Linked DNA regions of Sus scrofa: all the other regions are linked to region 1. The links are chromatin contacts, called in public Hi-C and HiChIP or PLAC-seq maps. All regions are on one chromosome and are shown on one strand. The core of a region is the stretch at or near the end of the contact, and the rest is flanking DNA. Distances in the headings are between cores, read along the strand shown. Region 1 has its middle 13 kb from the start of HSDL2. Region 2 overlaps C1H9orf84. Region 3 overlaps C1H9orf84.

Region 1 (4,173 bases), core at 763-3,262:
TTGTCTTTTTGCTATTTCTTGGGCCGCTCCCTCGGCATTTGGAGATTCCCAGACTAGGGGTCAGATCGGAGCTGTAGCCTCCGGCCTACGCCAGAGCTACAGCAATGTGAGATCCGAGCCACGTCTGCAACCTACACCACAGCTCACGGCAACGCCGGATCGTTAACCCACTGAGCAAGGGCAGGGACCGAACCCGCAACCTCCTGGTTCCTAGTCGGATTCATTAACCACTGCGCCACGACGGGAACTCCTTTCCACTCTTATTAAGATGAGAAGATGCAGGAGTTTTCTCTTCGGTACAGTAGGTTAGGAATCCGACTGCGGTAGCTTGGGTCACTGCAGAGGCACGCATTCAATCCTTGACCCACACAGTGGGTTAAAGAATCTGGTGTTGCCACAACTGCAACATAGTTCACAGCTGTGGCTTGGATTCGGTCCCTGGCCTGTGAACTTCCACATGCTATGGGTGTGGCCATTAAAAAAAAATGATGAGAAGATCCTTCACACAGGGATCTCAATCTATTCTATAATATACAATATGGCAGAATTAAATATAGATGTGTGGAGGGGAGGGAGTGGGATGGACTGGGAGTTTGGGGTTAGTAGATGCAAACTGTTATTTTTAGAATGGATAAGCAATGAGGTCCTATTGTAAAGCACAGGGAACTATATCCAGGGTCTTGTGATAGAACATGATGGAATATAATATGAGAAAAGGAATATGTATATATATATGTATGACTGGGTCACTTTGCTATAGAGCAGAAGCCATACTTTTAATTTAAAAATTTTTTAAAAATATATAAATGTATGTTTGTAGGCATGGATTACTTTTCATACCAATATTTCCAGTCTTTATCTGCTGGGAGGGCTGAACAATGACACCCCATTTACTTATGCCCACATTTTAGTTTCTAAATACTATTGTCCAATAAACTGAACCAGGACTCCTCAGAAAAGTTATGGATTCCAGTGCTGCAGAAGCAAAATACTAGATGAGCCTAGAAGATCTTGAGGTGCTAAAAAGTAAAGAAGTACTTATAAATTGATAGAGATGTGCACAATGGGGTAAGAATCTGATTGGAAAGGCTTGGATTCAATCCCTGGCCCAGGAACTTCCATAGGCTGTGACGTCGGCCATAAACCAAACAAAACCAAACAACACACATCTGTTATCTCCAGGTTCTATAGAAGCCTGCACAGGCTTGACTGGGTCTCACGATGCTGATGTTCAGGTGTTGGCCAGCCTAGGCTTTTTTTTAAGTTTTACTGAAGTATAGTTGATGTGAAATGTTGTGATCATTTCTGCTGTACAACAAAGTGACTCAGTTACACGTATCCACACTTCCATTATCTTCCAGATTCTTTTCCTTTATAGATTATCACAGAGTATTGGGTAGAGTTCTCTGTACTGTGCAGCACGTCCCTGTTGGCTAACCATTCCATATACCACAGTGTGCATATGCCAGTCCCAAACCCCCAGTCCATCCTCCCCTGCCTCCCACCTGTCCCCTTTGGTAACCAGTTAAGTTTGCTTTCGAAGTCTGTTTCTGTTCTGCAAATACGTTTCTTTTTACCCTTTTTTTAGATTCTACATATAAGTGATATCATATGTTTGTTTTCACTAACTTCACTTAGTATAATCATCTCTAGATCCATCCACGTTGCTGAAAATGGCATTATTTCATTTCTTTCTGTGACTGAGTAATATTCCATTAAATATATGTACCAATGGATAAAGAAGATGTGGTACGGCCTAGGCTTTTATCTGGAGTGTCTGGGAAGTGAGCTCCCAAGCTTTTCACCTTGTAAGACTCCAGTTCCTCATAACTGTAGATCCCAGATCCCTGTTTCTTTGCTGGCTATCAGCCAGGGATCACCCTAGGTTCCTTGAGGCTACCTGCATTCCTTCTTAGTTGGTCCCTTCCATTTTCAAAGCAGTATTGGTAAGGCTAGGCTTCTCACACTTTGAATATCTCTGACTTCTCCTTCTGCCTTCCTCTTCTGCCATCAGCCAGAGAAAGCTTCTGCTTTTAAGGGCTCTTATCTGAGTCAAGCAATCTGTTTCCTGAAGTCGACTAACGTGAAACTTGAATTACACTTGCAAAATCCCTTCACAACGGTATTTATAATTATTTAAAACAGTATTTAAATAACCAGGGGATGGGAATATTGTTGGAGGGAAGGTGGGAAAACCTCTAGAATTCTCCCTACCACAAAGAAAGTCTGTAGTTTATTTCATAAAATTGTATTATTATTAATTTCTTAGTTTTGATCATTGCACTTTGGTTACGCAAGAGATTAGCATTAAGGAAACCTGGACAGAGGGTATTCAGAAGAATGCACTGTAGAAATTTTACAGTTTTTCTGGATGTCTAAATTTTTTTTCAAAATAAAAATGTTAATAAACATATATACTACTTATGTAAGTTATTATTATTATTATTATTTTGTCTTTTTTCCACGGCATATGGAAGTTCTCAGGCTAGGGGGTCGAATCAGAGCTATAGCTGCAAGCCTACGCCAGAGCCACAGCAACACAGGATCTGAGCCGTGTCTGCGACCTACACCATAGCTCACGCAACACCGGATCCTTAATCCACCGAGTGAGGTTAGGAATCGAATCGCCTCCTCATGGATACCAGTCGGGTTCATTACCACTGAGCCACAACAGGAACTTCTACTTATGTAAATTGTAAAGCATAATCATAAAATGACCACCAAGAAGATATTGAGAAATTATCAAAGGGAAAACTGAAGGTTAATCATACCCCTGCTCTTTTGCAGTTGTGAAACGTTTGTGCAAATTCCTAAACTATGTGCACGCTATATAAGTAGCGTAATATTTTTAATATTCTTCTGCCACTTGATTCTTTCACTCAATATTATGATTCTGTGACTAATTCCCTGTAGTTCATTAATTTTTAATGTCATGCAGTATTTCTCTTCTATAAGAATATGCCACAATTTACCCATTCTCTTTATTTGAGTGGTTTCTAATTTCTCCTTGTTGTTGTGCTATTATAAATAATTTTTCAATGGATATTCTTGTACCTATCCCCCAAGGCACTCATAGAGCTTTCTCTAGGCCCTATAATCTAGGTTATATGTTCAGAAGTAGAATTGCAGAGTCATGGAATTGGCTAATCTTCATCTTTACTATGTTTGCAAAGAGATTTTTGTCAATTTTCACTACCGCTATTATGAAGTGTTTGCAAGCTCCTGTTGCTCATACCCTAATTGGTATGGTACAATTTTAAAATTTTGCCATTGAGTTTAGAAGTATCTTATGTGCCCTTAATTTTCGTTTGTGGTGTTTTTTTTGTTTTTTTGTTTGTTTGTTTTGTTTTTGTTTTTTGTCTTTTTGTCCTTTTAGAGCCACACCTGCGACATATGGAGGTTTCCAGGCTAGGGGTCTAATCGGAACTGTTGCTGCCAGCCTATGCCAGAGCCACAGCAACGCCAGATCCGAGCCTCAAAGGTACCTACGACCTATGTTGTGCATGGCAACGCCGGATCCTTAACCCACTGAATGAGGCCAGGGATCGAACCTGCAACCTCAGTGTACCTAGTCAGATTCGTTTCCACTGTACCATGACAGGAACTCCGCCTCCATTTTCATTTATTGATTATCATCAATATAGTTGAATACAGTTGAATATCATCTCATATTTTACTGGCCAGTCATGAATCTTCTTTGGTATAATATCTGTTTAACGTATTTTATGGATTTTTTTTTCCTTTGACTGTTGTTTACTTAGTGGTTTGTAAGTGTCCCTGGTGATATCTATAACAGGTATCATCTTCCAGAATGTGGCTTCCCTTTTCCTTTTTTTGTAATGTCTTCTGATGAACAAAAACTCTTAATTTTTTTTTTTTTTTTTTTTTTTGGTCTTTTTGTCTTTTGTTGTTGTTGTTGCTATTTCTTGGGCCGCTCCCACGGCATATGGAGGTTCCCAGGCTAGGGGTTGAATCGGAGCTGTAGCCACCGGCCTATGCCAGAGGCACAGCAACGCGGGATCCGAGCCGAGTCTGCAACCTACACCACAGCTCATGGCAACGCCGGATCGTTAACCCACTGAGCAAGGGCAGGGACCGAACCTGCAACCTCCTGGTTCCTAGTCGGATTCGTTAACCACTGCGCCACGACAGGAACTCCAAAAAACTCTTAAT
Region 2 (4,173 bases), core at 968-3,467, 600 kb before region 1:
CTTGGTTTTCGATCCATCCTGCCACTTTGTTTCTTTTGATTGGTGAATTCAACCCATTTACATTTGGGGGGGTTATTGATAGATGAGAACTTGGTATTGCCATTCTATCTTTTGTTTTCTGGTTGCTCCATATCTCCATTGTTTCTTTTTCCTTGTTTCTGTTTGGCATTTTGGTTTGGTAGCTTTCTATGACATTTTTCTCAGTTCTTTTTTTTTTTTTTTTATGCTTTATGTCTCTGTGCTAGATTTATGCGTGGTAGTTACCATGAAATTTGTGTAAAATGTTTCATAGGTTAAATAGTCCTTTTCTGCTGATACAATTTTATCTTCATTTTCTACACAGGTTCTCTTTTCCTCTTCCCTTTTTAGGTTTTTGTTGTCTCAAATTGTCCCTTTTTTTTTTTTTTTTTTTTTTGGTCTTTCTTGCTATTTCTTTGGGCCGCTCCCCGTGGCATATGGAGGTTCCCAGGCTAGGGGTCGAATCGGAGCTGCAGCCCCTGGCCTACGCCAGAGCCACAGCAACGCGGGATCCGAGCCGTGTCTGCAACTTACACCACAGCTCACAACAACGCCGGATCCTTAACCCACTGAGCAAGGGCAGGGACCGAACCCGCAACCTCATGGTTCCTAGTCGGATTCGTTAACCACTGCGCCACGACGGGAACTCCGAATTATCCCTTTTTATATTGTGTTCATTACCAAGTTGAAGTTGCCATAGTTTCTTTCCTGATACAATAAAGTGCTTAAAAACCTTTTTTGATAGAGTTGCAATTTTCTGCTTCTCCTTGTCTATTTATTACCTTACTTGAAGTTGTATGTACTTTTGCCTTTTTGTTTCTGGTAGAAGAGCTCCTTTTCAACATTTCTTATAAAGCAGGGCTAGCACTGATAAAATTCCTCAGCTTTTGTTTGTCTAGGAAAACCCATATTTTTCCTTCATGTCTGAATTATCATTTTGTTAGTGTTCTTGCATGACCATTTTTGTCTTTCAGTATTTTGAGAATGTCATTCTACTTCCTCCTGGCCTATGAGATTTCTGCTGAGAAATCTGCTGAGAGCTTAAAAGATATTCCTTTGTAGGTTGCCAACCTTTTTTCACTGGCTGCATTTAAAATTCTTTTTTTATTGACTTTTGACAGTGTCATGGAGAAGATCTTTTTGCATTGAGGTAATTTGGTGTTCTCCTTAGCTTCAAAGACTTGTATATCCTGTTCCCTTTCCAGATTTGGGAAGTTTTCAACTATGATTTCTTTAAATAAACTCTATGATACCTTCTCTGTTTCATCTCCTTCTGGGATAACCTTTACTCTAATGTTGCTCTTCCTAAAAGAGTCAGATAGCTTTCATAGAATTTTCTCTTTTTTAAGATCTTTTTTTTTTTTTTTTTTTTTTTTTTTTTGCTTTTTTAGGACTGCACTTGCGGCATGTGGAGGTTCCCAGGCTAGCAGTCAAATTGAAGCTATAGCTGCTGGCCTACACCACAGCTACAGCCACAGCCGCATCAGATCCGAGCCATGTCTGCAACCTGCACCACAGCTCAAGGCAAAGCCGGATCTTTAACCCACTGAGTGAGGCCAGGGATTGAACCTGTAACCTCATGGTCCCTAGTTGGATTTGTTTCCGCTGCACCACGATGGGAACTCCAGGAACTCCCTTTTTTTAAGGTCTTAATTCTTTTCTCTTTTCTACCTGTATCATTTCTAGATTTTTATCTTTGAGCTCACTAATTCTCTCTTCTATATGATATGCTCTATTTTCAATGCTTTCTAATGCTATCTTCATCTCATTTATTGAGTTCCTCAGCTCCAGAATTTGGTTCTTTTTTAGTTTCAGGCTCTTTGTTCTTCTGTTCATTAATTTTATTCCTGAGCTCATATAACTTCCTCTTTGAGTTTTCTTGTGCCTTGTTGAATTTCTTCATGACAGCTATGTTGAATTCTCTATCAGTCAGACTGCAATATTCCATGACTTTAAGTTTGGTTTCTGGTGAACTGTCATTTCGTTTTTGTGATTCAGTGTTACTGTAGTTCTTCATGATGCTTGATAAGTTGTTCCTCAGCTGGCACATTTGAAGTAGTGAACAACTTTCTTCTTTAGGTAAAAATAATTGTTTTTACTTGATTCTAATGAACAATTCACAAATTAGAGGCCTTTCTTTTATTTTCCAGTAGGTGGCACCATAGAACAAGTTTTTGGTTCCTGTTACCTGGGCTGCCTCTGGTTGTATTGGCACTTTCTGCCCCGCAAAGTCTCTGTCAGAACTGTCACCCAGGGCATAAGTTATCACTGCTTGTGCCTCCAGGGTTGTTGGTGCCTTGCTGTTGCTGGAATCACTGGTGTCACTGCCTGAGGTACCAAGTTGGTGGCCTCATCTGGGATCCCCTTAGTCACAGGCTCTGTCACTGTGGTGGGGAGGACAGCAGGGGGTAGGACGTAGGATCACGTGCACCTCTGCCTGGTCTGGTCTTGTCAGGTTTCTGGGCTCGCCTACTGCAGCTGGAGGGTGGGTAGCCAGAGTTGCGGGCCCCTCTGCAGCTGGAGTGTGTAACAGGCTTTTGTTGCCACTACTGCCCAGTTATTTGTGGCTGCTGGCTCCATTGCAAGTGGGAGGCTGGGGTCATGTGTGCTACCACCCTTGCTGCTATTGGGTTCTCTGGGTCTGTGGGCTCAGCTGCCACAGCCCAGGGGCTAGAACTGCAGTGACTGACTATGCTGATCCCCAAGTTCTACCTCTTCTATGTATTCCATTCCACCCACCTTGAGATGTATAGATGTGTAGAATGCTCCAGTGTTCTGGTGTGTTGGGCAGAGGCACTTTTGTTGAGTTGTGGATGTTTTACTGGTTGTAGATTGAAGGGGAGAGACAAAGAGAGCATCTCATCCTGTCATGATGCCGACATAACTCCCCACTTCTAAATTTCTTACTAATTGGTTTAATACACTTTAAAGACTTAAGCAAGTTACCCAAGTAACCATAGAGTAGGAGGGAGAGAGAGAAAAACGAAGAAAAAGGCCAAATTTATTTGCATATTTAGTGTAAAGCATTTCAGATGCTTTTCTGCTTTAAAAGATTTTAAAAAGTATTTTCTCTTAAATCTTTATTTATGAAATTTTTTTTTTTTTTTTTTTTTTTTTTTTTTTTTTTTTTTTTTGCCATGCCTGCAGCACATGGAAGTTCCTGGGCCAGGGATCAAACCCAAGCCACTGCAGTGACAACACTGGATCCTTAACCCACTATACTACAAGAGAACTCCCATGCAAACTTCTTTCAATGCTTGAGGGAGAGTGGGCAAAAATTTCCAATATAATCCAAGGAATGAATGAACTGCTTTTTTAAAAAAAGAATTGTATCAGATTCTGGCTCAATATCTAAAAATTAATTATTATAGTTTTATTGTGGGTATATGTTCATGAACTTTTAAGTAGAATACAAAATTTTTGAGATTTGAAGGACTAATCCATAGAACACTGTGTATAATAAAATTAAAGTATTTTTAAAACTCAAGACATATGAATAATGATACAAATGATACTTTCTCTGGGTCTGATTCTGTCCTGTTAACTTACTTAAGGTGAAAACTTCTCAAAGGACCAAATAGTATACTGAAATAAAAACTATTTCATAATTTCAAGTTAAATACAAAATTTTATCTTCTATCCAATTCTTATTTAAGCTGATTGTTGTTATCTGCTTTATTTCAGTACTAACCTTAATTTGCTGTTCACTTTGCATCCAATTTAGTATCTGACTTTGCAATTCTTGTAACCTGTAGTTGGTATCAGGCTTTTTTTCCCTAATAAACCGTACAATCTCCAGTTGTCGCCAAATGTCATCCAAATAGGAGCCTAAAATGCTTTTGTAGATATCTTTTGCATTTGACAAATATCCTGTTTAAAAAAAAAAAGTAGGAAAAAAGAGAAAAGCGTGTCTTTTTATTCTTTTAGAAACGCCATGGTAAAACCTAAAAGGAAATAAAAGTCAAAGCAGAGGCAGTTAAGTTTTCCTTCACTACTTTTCTGATCTTTTTATTTTTATTTTTTATTTTTGGTCTTTTTACGGCCGCACCTACAGTGTATGGAAGTTTCTAGGCTAGGGGTCAAATCGGAGCTGCAGCTGCAGCTGCAGCTGCTGGCCAACACAGCAGCCATAGCAACACCAGATCCAAGCGGCGT
Region 3 (4,173 bases), core at 980-3,479, 570 kb before region 1:
AATATATTGGAGTAGGATCCAGGATGCAGAATTTTATTAAAATTCCCCAAGTAATTCCGATGTGTATCCTTCTATCTTTGAAGAAAATTTACTCCTTAATTGATACATGTAAAATCCATTATCAAGTCTTTTAAACTTGACAATAATAGATGATAAGTATATATTACTACAATTTATATAAGTGTGATTTACGGACTTTCATTTAAAAATTACGGAAAACGAATATTACAGCCTTTTTTAAACCTACTGAATCTTCTAACTTCTTCTGAGAGAAGTTCTCTTTATCCATGTAAAAATCTTCTTTCAAAAAATCTTTCAAATCTCCTTGAAAAGAGAAACACTCCCTAACAAAAAATAAAACATTAAATTAGGGTTTACTAAAAACAAGGTACATATTAAATGCAGTCAATCAAAATTCATAGTGACAAAAACTAGGGCTGCAGTAAAGCAATCATAAAATATTATGATTAATAACATCTAGACTCATGAGCATACAAAAAATATTTTCTCCTCTTAAAAATATTTACAACACTGGGCAATTAGGTACCTGAAAAAATTAGTTGCAGTGAAGATCTGTCCTTTGAAATCTAAGAGAGGGTCCTTTACTAAAAATAGTTTTAGCCTACTCAACAGAGTCTGCAAAGTTGGTAGCTGACTTTTATAGGCCATCAAATTATTTACAAAAATTATTTCTTCATCAATAGACAAATCTGAAATAAATAAGAAATATAAAGGCATCAAAAAAAAAATCTAAAAGTTATACAAAAGGATCCAGGTAGTTACTATAGTCAGCCATCAGATACAGTTGGGTTTTCAAACATATTTTACATTTTTTAGTTCGTCATTTTATTGTGCAAATAAAGTATGTAGCATAGTACTTGGGTACATAGGTGGAAAGAAGCTCAATAAAACTTAGTATTATTTAGTATACTGAGTAGTAACCAAATATCCTGAAATAGTTGTAATGGCTCGTATTTTTTTCCAACAAAATTAATGTAATCAATGGAGGAAAAATCTCTTATGGCCTCATGCCTCAAATAGCTGGAGAGCCTCAGCAAAATTGTAAAGAAAAAAAAAGCATTCGACTTTTGCCCACCTAGTCCTTTCTCCTCTGCATGATTTTACCTTTTGTTGTTGTTGTTGTTGTTGTTTTTTGTCTTTTTGCCATTTCTTGGGCTTCTCTCGCGGCATATGGAGGTTCCCAGGCTAGGGGTCTAATCGGAGCCGTAGCCACCAGCCTACGCCAGAGCCACAACAACACGGGATCCGAGCCGCGTCTGCAACCTACACCACAGCTCACGGCAACGCCGGGTTGTTAACCCACTGAGCAAGGGCAGGGATTGAACCCGCAACCTCATGGTTCCTAGTCGGATTCGTTAACCACTGCACCACCACAGGAACTCCGATTTTACCTTTTAAATTCTCCAGTTCATCCTGAGACAGACATGTAGGGAATGGAGGTGGTCTACAAAGCTTACAAGTGAGACCAATTCTGATTCTAGCACTCTAAAGTTTGTTCAAACATGTTTGATTTAAAACTAATTACAGGGAGTTCCCTTTGTGAGGCAGAGGAAATGAATCCAACTAGTATCCATGAGGATGAGGGTTCAATCCCTGGCCTTGCTCTGTAGGCCAGTGGGGATCCAGCATTGCCATGAGTTGTGGTATAGGTCACAGAGGTGGCCTGGATCCTAGGTTGCTGTGGCTGTAGTGTAAGCTGGCAGTTGTAGCTCTGATTCAACCTGTAGCCTGGGAGCTTCCATATGCTGCAAGCATGGCCCTAAAAAGCAAAAAACAAACAAACAAACAAACAAAACAAACCAAAACCAAAAAACTAATTACAATGACAACTAATATAGCAAAATAGCTACCACAGAAATGTGATATATCGGACCTATTAGGAAACATACTCCTAACAGTAAGTTGCTGGAAAAGGTTTTTCCTCTCTACCCCCACCCTACCATGTTTGAGTTACTTTAGAAGCTCAGCTAATAGTGTCAGTGCTTTAACAGTTTCTGGGCTCAGGGAGGGAAGGTAAAACCTACCTCCATTCCTCAATAGTCTCTGAGTGGAAAGAGAAAAAGGAAAATGACAAACTGCTCAGAAAGCCAAGTTCCCCAAAGCAAAAGTCACCTTGAAGGGGAAGTAATAGTCTCTTGTTCTGGGCAATGGCCTCTCAGTTAAGCAACTTTAGAATGCCATGAGGGAGGAATAACATGAAGTGATGTCTCTAATGACCAAATACGTCATTGGTATATGTGTGTGCTTAATAAATCTGTGGTGTAGAGCAGGCAGGCAGGGCCATCCCTTTGCCTGGGGATAACTTAAAATGCCAAAAAAGAACTTGTTATAAAAACTAACCTCCTGAGAGACTATTTATGGGAATCTGTTAAATTCCCAACCATCACGGGCCAAGAACTTCCCATGATACACCAAAGAAAGCTAGCCAATCTGTTCCATAACTAAGCAGGGTTTACTTGAGACAATTTAAAGATGGTTCATTCATATATCCAATCTGTAGGTATTAATAAAGTCATATTAACAGTAAAAACCCAAAGGGCATTCATTTATATTTCCATCTTCACCTCCCACTTCCAAAACAGACCTAGTCATCTTTCCTTTCTACAGGCTCATCCTAGTACTTCTGGGAATCCAGGAGGGCATTTATCACTTATGAGGTCTTGTTTTCCAACTACCCTTTTTTGATGGAGCCACTTGAGGGCAGCATCACACCATAACCAATGTTCTTTATAACTACACAAAGGTTGTTTTACCAAGGATGCTACCTACTTACCTTCTTATAGCTATACAACTTGTCCTGGATTTTTACACTCTTACCACTAGTGTATGTGCCAACACAGATATAAGGAGACTGTTTTCCTCTATTGTAAAGGAGTGTTAAATTGTCATGAAGAAACAAAATTCTGGCTAGTTAACTATGAAAAGAAGAAGAAAAAAGGTCTACTGACAAGAAAGTAGATAGATGTGTTCTTTGCACAAGATACTTTTGTCTTAGAAAACCCAACATAAATAAATGAAAACAATTAAGGAGTTCACTAAGGTGTCTGGTAAAAATTGGAAAATCAATAGTTTTGAAATATATATAAAAACCTTATCATAAGGGTTGGGAGACCAGCAGGAGAAGCTCTCATGCTCTGCTATGACAGCAGAGCCCATCAGAAGAAGAAAGACACCTCTTCTTTCTAGGTAAGAACTCAACCAATAAAAAGCCAGGGCCTCTGTGTACTTTACCTTCCTAGTTTCCTTCCCCCTCTATAAAAGAGTTATCCTTCCCTTGCCAGGGGAGGACTTGCACACGACTCACCATGGCTGCTAACCCAGAACTGCAATTCTCTGTTGATCCCAAATAAACTCATCTTTGCTGGAGAAATACCTAGCAGTGTATTTCAGATCAACAACACATTTATGAGTGTGCTTTAAATAAAAAACAGTATTAACTGGGAAATTTATGATACATAAATAAGATTAAAAGCTGCGCCATGCATTGGAAGAAAATAAGGATATGGTGAAATGTTACCCGAATACTGTTAACATTTAAAAATACTGTTAAGAAAAAAAAAATAAAAATACTGTAAGGCATACCTGGTGTGATCACAATAATAAAAGGATTTATATATAGATTATAGGATTATATGTTTTTCATAAAGTGACAGTCTATATATTTAAGACGTGGGAAAACAAAGTTAATAAAAATTTTTGCTAACTTATAAAATCCATTCCTTGTTCATGATCAAAAGTTCTTAGTGAACTCAGAACAAAAGTTTCCACAGCCCAGTGAAGTATGTAAATTTTTCTAACATCTCATCCTTGAAAATTATGTGAACATTAAAAATAATGTAAACACTGAAACAGTATTTATATCACTATTAGTGATGAAACAACAACATATTTTCTTTGCTGTCAAAACAAGACAAGGATGGCAACTATTACTGCTTCAATTATCAATGTACTGGAGATCCTAGTCAGAACAGTAAGACAAAGAGATATAAATATGGTCAAGGAAGAAACAGATGTCCAATAAAATCACTATCTCAAAGAAATACCTGTATTCCCATGTTCACTGCAGTGTTATTCACAATAGTCAAGGTATAGTAACAATCTAAATGTCTGTATCTGGATGAATGGATAAAGAAAATGTGATATACATACACA

What was found. A called contact is a pair of places that touch in the nucleus more often than the background predicts. HiChIP or PLAC-seq counts read pairs in DNA pulled down with a chosen protein or histone mark.
Region 2: a contact with region 1 is called in an H3K27ac HiChIP or PLAC-seq map of alveolar macrophages. The contact joins two enhancer-like sites. A contact is called at or near these places in 3 of 5 promoter capture datasets (fetal liver, fetal skeletal muscle and liver), 4 of 47 Hi-C or Micro-C datasets (embryonic fibroblasts, mesenteric adipose tissue, retroperitoneal adipose tissue and 1 more) and 2 of 2 datasets of contacts at active chromatin or transcription factors (alveolar macrophages and skeletal muscle).
Region 3: a contact with region 1 is called in a Hi-C map of alveolar macrophages, with 2.5 times the contacts expected there. The contact joins two enhancer-like sites. A contact is called at or near these places in 1 of 5 promoter capture datasets (fetal skeletal muscle), 13 of 47 Hi-C or Micro-C datasets (alveolar macrophages, brain, embryonic fibroblasts and 8 more) and 2 of 2 datasets of contacts at active chromatin or transcription factors (alveolar macrophages and skeletal muscle).

The regions. Positions count from the first base shown.
Region 1 is chr1:253,109,174-253,113,346 of Sscrofa11.1, forward strand. No RefSeq gene overlaps it. Among named protein-coding and RNA genes, the nearest start is that of HSDL2, 13 kb to the right of the region's middle. Within about 2 kb of position 2,013, at least 2 of the 83 cell types and tissues checked have an H3K27ac peak or open chromatin away from gene starts, as enhancers often do. A contact at or near this core is called in alveolar macrophages, where this site is marked.
Region 2 is chr1:252,510,939-252,515,111 of Sscrofa11.1, forward strand. C1H9orf84 reads right to left here. Exons shown (of 26, transcript XM_021085151.1): 15 at 3,710-3,888. Among named protein-coding and RNA genes, the nearest start is that of C1H9orf84, 42 kb to the right of the region's middle. Within about 2 kb of position 2,218, at least 1 of the 83 cell types and tissues checked has an H3K27ac peak or open chromatin away from gene starts, as enhancers often do. A contact at or near this core is called in alveolar macrophages, where this site is marked.
Region 3 is chr1:252,538,547-252,542,719 of Sscrofa11.1, forward strand. C1H9orf84 reads right to left here. Exons shown (of 26, transcript XM_021085151.1): 4 at 548-710; 5 at 248-344. Among named protein-coding and RNA genes, the nearest start is that of C1H9orf84, 14 kb to the right of the region's middle. Within about 2 kb of position 2,230, at least 4 of the 83 cell types and tissues checked have an H3K27ac peak or open chromatin away from gene starts, as enhancers often do. A contact at or near this core is called in alveolar macrophages, where this site is marked.